Regions from separate parts of the Hordeum vulgare genome. Here region 2 is linked to region 1. Evidence: chromatin contacts called from public Hi-C data. All regions are on one chromosome and are shown on one strand. The core of a region is the stretch at or near the end of the contact, and the rest is flanking DNA. Distances in the headings are between cores, read along the strand shown.

The links. A called contact is a pair of places that touch in the nucleus more often than the background predicts.
Region 2: a Hi-C map of leaf shows a contact between it and region 1, with 7 times the contacts expected there. The contact joins the promoter of LOC123449270 here to the enhancer-like site in region 1. A contact is called at or near these places in 2 of 6 Hi-C or Micro-C datasets (leaf and seedling).

The regions. Positions count from the first base shown.
Region 1 is chr4H:525,215,089-525,220,215 of MorexV3_pseudomolecules_assembly, forward strand. No RefSeq gene overlaps it. Among protein-coding and RNA genes, the nearest start is that of LOC123449265, 68 kb to the left of the region's middle. Within about 2 kb of position 2,348, at least 3 of the 3 cell types and tissues checked have open chromatin away from gene starts, as enhancers often do. A contact at or near this core is called in leaf and seedling, where this site is marked.
Region 2 is chr4H:525,547,533-525,552,698 of MorexV3_pseudomolecules_assembly, forward strand. It overlaps LOC123449270, which reads left to right and starts at 3,904. Exons shown (of 18, transcript XM_045126417.1): 1 at 3,904-4,078; 2 at 4,683-4,769. The coding sequence starts at 3,952. LOC123449271 (probable UDP-3-O-acyl-N-acetylglucosamine deacetylase 1, mitochondrial) reads right to left here and starts at 3,919. Exons shown (of 7, transcript XM_045126419.1): 1 at 3,704-3,919; 2 at 3,308-3,616; 3 at 2,983-3,189; 4 at 2,157-2,255; 5 at 1,406-1,470. The coding sequence starts at 3,775.

The DNA.
Region 1 (5,127 bases), core at 1,098-3,597:
TGGTCTGGCTCGGCCGGACACGAAATCACTGCATGCGGGCCCGCCCGCATGATGGACGGGTACCCCATCTGCTGCATCTTAACTGATCTTCTTCCACTGACACGGGGACCTAATTAACAAACCAAAGCTCGCCTGCCAAGTGACACCATATGTCCATATCTGGTGTGAAAGGTGCTGCAAACTAGTGTGAATATATGTATCCAGAGTTTCAAATAAGTTTATTGTGAATCCGTATCAGATTACGTTCGACTGTCTAAAATAGTACTCCTTTTGTTCAATAATATAAGACGTTATTACACTCAATATACTCTCATATTGGATATAATAACATCTTATATTTTAAAACGGAGGAAATACTACTCATGTATGTCCTGAAGATTAGTACGAATGGTAGAAAAAGAAGGCCTAAATCAAACACAGTATGTTTTTAGGTGGTTTCTTCTATGAAAACGTCATGTCAATACACACGGATCGCACTAGGGACGGCATCAAAAAGCTAAAGGTGGTTATAATATACTTGTAGTTCCTAAGGGTGTCTCAAAAAATCACATCTATAACATCGCTAGCCGTTTGATAAAACCCCCCATCATTTTTGTTTTGACAAAGAGGAGATAAAAATGGTCTGCCCACTCTCGGTGAGCCATATATTGTATAATTTTATATCTAGGTCATCAATTTTTTTCATAAAGATGTGTCTCCGTCACGAGTTACCATAAAACTGCCAAACTCACCTCTTTTCGTTTCTCTTATGTTAAGGAAGGGCTCCACATATTATCGACGAGTTTGATGCACACGCCGTTCATGTTAATCATATTCATAAAGAAATATAAAGAAACAATTATCATCATTTTATGTAGGTTATCATCGTCGTATAGTGTGACGAATCGGTAATTCATGTTATGTCTAACTCTTGACTTTTTCCCTGCATGCCATCCATGCTCAAGAAATGCTGATACTTTTAGCATATTTTGTCAACTTACTTGGATATCCTAACTGCAATCAAGAAAAGTGTAGAATATTTTGGTCAGGTGTTAAGATCACTTTCCGGGAGAGAAATCTATGCAAACTTATGATTAAGGATGTTTGGTCATATAATTTTATCGTCGTAGTCAAACGAAACCGTCGTACAATGCCAAAATGAACTTTCGTGATCTCGGTGCTCATAGGATAAAACTCCTGGAAAACATACGCAAGCATATTACGCATCGCCGTCGGACATCAATAGCCTGCCAACTAATTTACATTACTAGTATATTTTTCAGGTCTCCATGTTTCTGATTTTCTTAATGAAAACCAGGGAAACCCTTTTCATCTAAAATTAATCATTTTTTTCCAGCTAGAGCTCTGTCCATAATACAGCCCCGCAAAGAATGAGGTAGCCATGTACTCCTCCTACATGACTGCCGGGTAATTACAGAGATGCACACAAGATGGGAAAATGTTTTAGCTGTTGTTTTCCATGTCATCCGTTGGTTTGAGATGCCGCTGTAAATTGCAGCGCAGCGAGACATGGCCCAATAAACACGTGCGTTTGCCTGGTGACTGAATCATCTGATGATAGTCCAATTCGCTATCTTATTCTTACGTGTGATTTTCACTCCAAATATCTGAGCTTTTCACGCAAACCGCGAGATGCAGAGAAGTTCTTGTATGGACCCCCGGCAGCACAGCTATGTCCCCCATGTTCCCACGATAGACAAAATTGTACTCTTTTTGTTTAGAACAATCGTTGGAAAAATATCAAACCCGATGAGGGAGCAAAAAACATTGCTATCGCGGTACGTAGCAGGTTCACTGATTGTTGCCAAGATCAAGCATCCATCTTCCCTGGCATCCCAAGATAAACTATAATACCATCTCTATCTGGTCAGTGATGGTAGGAGGTTAAATTATTCAGCCTTGATAGAATCGGGACATGGTTCGTTGCTTGTTGAGCTTTTGCTTTTGCATCGGTTTAGGAGTCGGGCGTGTTCGGCTCCATCGCCGGTCCAAGCAATGGCTTCTCTCACACTGTGTAGCAAAGCTGCGTGTCTAGTGAAGCTCAAACCAATTGCTATGCCAAGTGCGAGCCTCTTTGTTTTGTCAAAAAATTAAGTAAGATGATATGGACGGCGATTTATTTCGACTTGCACGCAAGCCTGAATGTATTTAGCTTCATGTCTATTAGGCTATGATTATACCGAGGATAGTACTTACCAGTGAAGGCTTTTCCGTATAGTAGTACTTGGAAAGGGACATCATGTATTGTGACTGGTAATAAATTATAAAACACCCTAATCATTTCCGTTTAAACTACAGCAGAAAGGAGACAAGGAACCGCCTACCTACCGAGCACAGCTCCACGGCTCCATCTGTGGTGAACAGGAATCCACACGGAATCTTTCGCAGAAGAAACCGATTCAAGGAGGAGTCCCTGTCCGGTCCAACAATCGGTTGTGCTGTTTCTGGCTTTCTTTGCAGGTAGAGATCAATCATGAAGAGGAGGCCGTCATCTTCATAGGTAGAGTACCACTGAAAATGCCCAGACGGACGAACCGTAGCTAACTAGGCGGCCAAAAACAAAAAAAGTGGCAGGAAATTCTGTGTGAAGCACGAATTGTTAGATTTGGCCCATGTCATGCGATCATGTCCATGCGCATGCCGTATGGCGTGGCGCCCCCTTGCGGCAGCGTACGAAAGCCGTTCCGTGCGGGCTCTCTTCCCGGCCGTGCAGCACGAAGGGCGGGTCACCGTCGGATCACATGCACTGATGCACAGCAAACAAGGCATTTAAGAACACTAGAGCCGGAGGCATCCAGTGATCCAGGCAACATGCACTACTCCAGGATACGAATCTCACACAGAGGTACAGTACCTGAGGAGAAAAAAATCCCGACCGAACTTCCAGTAGACAACGACTGATGAGTGATGACCGAGCTAGTAGCTGGTTAGGTTGGCCGTAATTCTCAAAATGTTCTCTTTGCAGTGCAGTTTTCACGGCACCCGCAGACACATTATTAGGGCCAAGATGGCCGGACCTTGGACAAAATTTCCACCCATCACGATCCATTAATTTTTGGCAGTTCAGCCGTACGTCCGTCCGTCCAACCAGACACCAAGACCGGACCGGGCCTTGACAAGGAGACCCCACCCCACATGCACAAGGTGAGCCACAGCCAGCCTGCCTGATGAGAATACCGCAGCCCCTGTGCTGTGCTTGAAAAAGCCTTCTCGACCGAAACACTGCGCATTTGCTTCCCCTTCGCGATAATATGGGAGGGAGCGCCAACAGTTTTATTTCATCAACCAAAACTGGCCAGGAAGCGATGACGCCGACGTGATGAGCGGTGGGCGTCGGCGGCCACACGGCACGGGGCGTTCCGGCAAAGCCAACAAACCGCCGCTGCGGATGAATGAGATCTGATCCGTTCGATTTGCTGGACCAGGTTCGATCCGGTCTCCTTCCGCACCGTGATAAACTGATGATGCGGATATTTATTCTGAACTGGTAACAGTGCACGTGCGTTAATCGAATGAATTTCCTCATTCATCAGGTTGTATTAAGCTTGCACGTGTAACACACGTTTTATTGAAATTTAATGAATAAACAATATTTAAATATATGAAGCTTACATTTTAAGTTTACATATAGTCTCTTGCACAAGCAAGGATTTAGCAAACATTCCATATACTCTACGAAATTTAAATCTTGACTAGATATGTACTGACTTTCCTAAAGCATATTGATATCAAATCCGTCACCAGCATTCACAAATCAACTTTCCTAAAGCATATTGATATCAAATCCGTCACTAGCATTCACAAATCAAGAATCTTAATAAACATCCGTAACATTTCTTCCTTTCTTAGCCAATAAAATATGTATTATAATTCATAGGCATCTACAAATCGTATATACAAGGTAGAATTAATCAGAATATATTTTCACAATATTATGACAGCTATTGTTCGCCACTATTTAGCTGCTAAGACCATCGCCAATGTTGACCGAAACACCACCTCCAGGCTGAATCATGTTTTCCTGCATCATTTAGCGCATAGAATATCTTTCTTGTTTCCAGGCTACATGTTGTTTTTGATCAAAATCAATAATTTAGTGACAATTGTTCTTCGCAAAATCAACAGTTTGCTTGCTCCTTGTCTCAACACATAAAAATAAAATCAAATATATCTTAAGGTAAGTAAATATAGAAATTTCATCTAAAAATAAAACATAAAAGCTATGTCAGCCATATGAGAGTTTCATTCTGATTCCGGCAACCTCATTTGAAATCTCAACAAATTAAAGTATAATGTGCCTATTCATTAATTACATTATAATTCAAGTCCATTTATGCTATAAAGGAATAAATCAGATCTATATAAATATCATGAATATAGAATAACAAACCGCAACATAAATATATTATTTACAACAATAATTCCAACTGAAAATCAGTAAGCGAATCTATGTAGCAAATGGATAAACGGTTAGGATCTTGCAAGAAAAAAAAGATACCACAGTAAATCTTACACATACACAACTGCACATCTTCACACAGGAGACAACAACCTTGTCGGTGTCAAGACATTCAGAACAAGAATCCTTCCTCAAAGGATGCACATAATAGCAAGCTGCAAATGCAAGTTCATAGACCTAAGCAACAGGGTAATGATGGCCACAACGCTAGAAATCACACTAATAATACTGTAATACATATACGTCATCTACACTCCATCGTTCTTCCTAGACCTGACAAGAACACACCTCAACAAGCAACCGATACACGCTTAATTTACACATGGAAATGGAATTTATCATGGATAGAGTTACCCTTATCTCTGTTAGCTAAGCACTCAGGACCACCTTTGGTTTTATTATGGCATCCCTTCTCCTTCCTGTCAGGATCCTCTTGAGCAAGTTGGGGTTCCCCTTCTGCTTGCTTGGGACAACGGCCAGTGATACGGCCTTGGCAGCAGCTTCTTTTTCTTGCAACTTTCTCTCACATCGTAAGGTTTGGCGGATGGAACCACTGGTGTGGGGTGAGAATAATACGATACTGAATCATCACCTCCCTCGTCGGCAGAAAATCTTCTTTCATGTGGTGGCCTTATTTCTAAGCATATAATCTCCTTGGTCTTCGGGGA
Region 2 (5,166 bases), core at 2,654-5,153, 330 kb after region 1:
GATGGATTTCTCAGAGCCGTCCGCTTGGCGCAAGACGGACTGCATCGGGGATCGCTTTCCTCCTCGGTGGATCCCTTGCGTCCATATCCCGACAGGCATTACGGCCACGTATGTCGTCGAGTCCTGCAACGACCTCTTCCTCGACCTCGCCTTCCTCGGATTCGGCTCCGGCGTCTTCGTGCTCACCGGCCAGGAGGCCAGCTTCGACGCCGGCCCACCATCCCGCTCGCCTACGCCGCCGCGGGCTTCTTCGCTCTGCTCTCGTCCTTTTGCTACGCGGAGCTCGCCACCGAGATCCCATCTGCCGGGGGTTCCTTCATCCAGGTCAACGCCCGCCGCCCCTTCAGGCTTCGTCAACCCGCCCATGCATCTACTACTGTCGCCACCTGGTGTTGCCTCCTGCTACGTGGTGCTACCTGTTGCTAGCTGCTTACGTGCTGCTACTGCTAGCTACTTTCTGCTGCTACTTTGCAGCTTAGCTTTTACAAAAAAAGTACAATGTCTTGTGCATACACGATGGATTTTGCATCTTTGTGTCGTGTATGCTTCCTTGCTTTTAGCTTCCTTGTTTTCCGCTGCGTCCACCAAATCCGTTGATATTTTGTATTTTCTCATGCCATGCGAGTCCATCATACCTTAGTCCGTCAACCTTTCTCCAGTCCTGATCCTTTCTATGCAACTTTTGAGGCCTACTTGCCCTTGTTGTTTTCTATAGGATTGTCTGGACTTCTTTTGCATTGTTGATCTACGTCCATTGTGCCTTATCCGCTGAGCTTCTTTCGCCGACGGTTGTCATGGACTATGATTTTCCGCCAATGCTTTATTCTCTTGATGTGCCATCTTCTTTTGACAACTCATCTTCTCTTGATACTTATCTTGTATCTTCAAGTGATGCGGTGTCTTCCTCTGATGTGCCATCTCTTCGGTGTCTTCCTCTGATGTGCCATCTTCTTTTGACAACCCATCTTCTCTTGTATCTTCAAGTGATGCGGTGTCTACCTCTGATGTGCCATCTCTTCGTTATCTCCTTCGGCGACTCGACAAGTTTTGAAGACTCTTCATGCTACGATGACACTCTCAAGACGCATATTTGGATTATCATTTTTTTAGTATTACACTTCTTCAAATGCAATGCTATTGAATACGCTTTGCATTTGAGGGGGGGTGTTAGGAAGTATTAGTATTAGTCTAGGAGTCCTTATTAGTCTATTAGTATTAGTCTAGGAGTCCTTATTAGTCTATGTTTACTTTCCTTGCACCTCAAGTCTTGTGTAATATATATATGCCCCTTGGGCCTTCAATAAACATAAGTTGCTTTCCTAACAGAAACAACCAATCCACAGTTCTACAGAAAGCTAAAGTGGACTATAAATAGAAGAGCATATTTCAGCATATTATTATTCACCTGCAAACCATAGCATTTTCTAGTGATCCCCCTCTTATAAGCCCAGCACCACGCATTTTTTCAACCTGAAGAACTCAGAATTGCAGAAGAAGAAGTGAGTGTCTGCATCCATATGTGATTTGTAAGGATGAGGTAAGAAAATTGCTGGGGGATGTAACATGTAGCCAATAATTCTGCATAATCCCCAGCAGAAAGGATAAAACACAGATTGTACTACTCAGCTATATGGGAAATGAAAGAAATACTGGAAGTCCTTGGTCATTCAATTCATGTCATTAGTCTGAAAGGTGAAAATGAATACAAACTTGTAAAGTTATGCATCATGATAAAGCATATGAGAACCAAACCATGGCAAGTTGCACTGCCATTATTATTGGAGGAAAAAATTATAATACTCCCTCTATCTGGGTTTGGAGGGGGGGACGGGAATTTAGGTCATCAATTTGACAAGTGAAACGTGTGTTGTATGGCAGTACGCATATATCACTGGATTCATCGTCAAATGAAGTTTCTAAACGTATACTTTTGGTAGCATATTACAGACATTTCGTTTGTCAAATTGAAGACCTAAAAACCCGTGCCCGCCTTATAAACCGGATGGAGGGAATACCATATATTACATACGAGAAAGACATTGATTTTTCCCTGTTAGTACCAGAGAACGAATGATTGCCAGTATACAGTAAAAAGAGAGGAGAAAACAACAGTAATAATAGATTATAAATCAACATTGGTTAAAGTGTGAGCAAACCTCTTCAAATATACAGAAAGTTCTTGCAGGAGCTATCTTGCTTGAGTATACATCAGCATCCAGGAAAGTATCGAACCATTGACAACCAATCGCTGGTGCCTACAATAGGACACATAGTTTGCTCAAGTCCAAAATATACCTTTGAAACATTTTTAGCACACTATCAAAGTTTTTACCTAAAAAGTAGTTATAAAAGCTAGCTAATATTCTTTATGTTCATGTCCTTGCCAAAGGCATTTGGTCAAAATTTATTAATGCAGATAAAAAAAGAAGGTGCTTACACTTTATCATGAATGTCTACTCATATGATGATTATCAAATCAATAACTATAGAAAACACAAAGACAAGTTCAACCCCGAGCACATTTGAAAAAAAATCTTACAACTGATGTACTGGAACACATTATCTGTATGAACAACTACTGTTCTATGCATCAGGAATGTGACAGGCTTCGAGCTCTCCCACTAAAACATGTGGGAAGTCTGCCAAACTAAAGACTAAATAAAAATAATCTAATGGCCTCTACCAAATCACTGCACGTGTGATAGAAAAGGAAAATCAAAGGACAATTTCAGGCAGTGCTGACCTGACATCAATTTCACAGAAACAAAATACCATTCTATTCCCGGTCATGCTACGGTGTTACTTGAAATTTTCAAATTGAAAAGCGATACATCATACATCGTTCGATCAACATACAAACCAAATTGCATATGAACCATATGGTTAGCAGCGGAAGCAAGAGGCACTAGTAGGACGAGTTACAAGAGCCTACAATAATCACATTTCGTGAACTTAAAAAGGGGAAGCATGAGGCATACATACCTTTGGAAAATCAATTCCATAGGTGATGTGGGTTTGCGAGGAAGGGAATGCAGCTACAAAGCAATCGTCCTTCCGCAGGTAAACAGGCTCATCGATTTTGGGTGCCAGTTTCTCCAACTTTTGTCCACCGATATCATCGGCCTCACACAGACCGGCACCCCGTATGGCCTCCACCCACTCTTGCGCTGATCCATCAAGCAAAGGGATCTGTCACCGCTTAACAATAAATTCACATGAATCGGAAATACATCGTAGGTAAAGGAATCAGACATGAACGTCTACCCGACTACTGTTAGCAGCATCCCGGCAGCAAGACGGTACGCACCTCGTCGCCGCCGCTGACCTCGACGCGGCAGTTGTCGACGCCGAGCGCCTCCATGGCCGAGAGCAGGTGCTCCACCGTGCGCACCCGCGCGACGCCGCTCCCGCTCCGCAGCGTGGTGCAGAGCGGGGACTGTGGCTCGGCATTCCCCAGCTCCGCCGCCACCCTCGCCTCCCCCTCCCCCTCCACGACGAAGTACCTCCCTTCGCCCGCGCGCGCAGGGAGCAGCGTGGCGGTGGCGCACGCGCCCGAGTGGAGCCCCACGCCCGACCTGCTCACCGCCGCCGCGAGCGTCTGCTGCGCCCGACCCGTCTGGCATGAGGGGCAAAAGGGGTTAGTCAAACAGCCAGCCAAAGCTCCAGGGTTTAGAGACAGAGTTCCTCGCTGTCTCTCACTCACCGGCTTCCAGGAGAAGGCGGCGCGGGTGACGGATTTGAGACCTCGGGCAGCGGCGGCCGCGGCGGTGGACATGGCAGCAGCGGGCCAGCGGCGGCGGAGGAGCGAGGGATCACACTTTGACTACCGACAAGTGTGGCGTGGCCCGCTTGTGGGGCCCAATAGGTTTCTCTCTTCCAGTTCCAGAGCCCCTCACCGCATAACCCCCAGTCAGTCCACAGACCAGGAGACCCAGGGCTCGCGAATAAACCATGTCCTCGCGGCTGCGGCTGCTCTCGCTCCTGCGGAGCGGCCGCCTCGCCCTCGCCTCGGCAGATCGTCTCGCCGGCGGGCCGCCTTCAAGGGGCCTCCACCTACCCGCCGCTGCCGCCTCCTCAGGTGAGCGCTTCCCCCTGTGACCCTGTTTCGTGGTCTCGTGTTAACCCCCGCGGGAGGATTGGCAGGGAAATGGCTGCAGCGAGGCGGGGAAATGTAATTTTAGCGGGTTTGAGGGGTTGGATCATGCGATGCGCTCTGGGGTTTGTAAAATTGAGTTGATTTAAGTGGCAAAATATTGGGGGATGATGTTGCGTGCCTTCGATTGTTTCCATGGAGAGATAGGTGAGGAGCATGACGGACTAAGAGTAGGTTAGGGAGAACTGATGATGGCCCCCAAGGCTGGTGAGCGTTTGCGCCTTTTCCCCATGCCCTTGGGTGGCATGGGATCAGGCTGGAATTGGAATGTGCAAGCTACAACCTGTGTAAATCTGAGTCTCTGGGGAGCTGTTCAGCTGTCACGAAATATGCAACGCTAATGCTTGGTTGGTCCATGATAATAGCTATATGTCCTTTGTTGGTGAACTGTTCCGGATTGATTTTTTTACTAAATAGAGTTTTAAATTATAAATTGTCCTGCTTCTACTGTTTCTAGTGCAGCCAAGAGTGACATTGCTCGTGTTTGCTTCCGTGGTCATTTTGAAAAAATGCATGATTTTTTTCCCAGGTTCTGAATCTTATGATGGCAACTTCAGTTACTTTTCCAATCGACGGCTGGGTTTCAAGTTTGGCGCTATACTGATTGGACAAGCAGGTCTGTCTCATGCATATGCGCCATCCCCTTTTCATGCATTGCACACTGCTTAGCTGTTGCTGAATTCATAAATTTTAGTACAAGGCAATAGTTGGGCTAAAAGTATTATTATGTCACTTTCTACCAAGTGGGGTGCATGCAATTTCAGCATTTAGGTGAGGTGGAAGAGAAAAGTTGAGGGAGGGTTATCTTGTCACCAGATTGAGAAATAAGCCAACTGTGCATGCCAACAAATAAGCAAATGGTATAGCGATAATCTTCTGGACATGCACAAAAAACATGCTAAGGGCATCTCTAGCCGATCCCCTAAATTTTAGAGGAGTAAACAGCCGAGTAAACCTTAGTGGGGTATTTTAACTCCTCTAAGTTTTGGTCCTTTCTAGCTGATCCCCTGAAC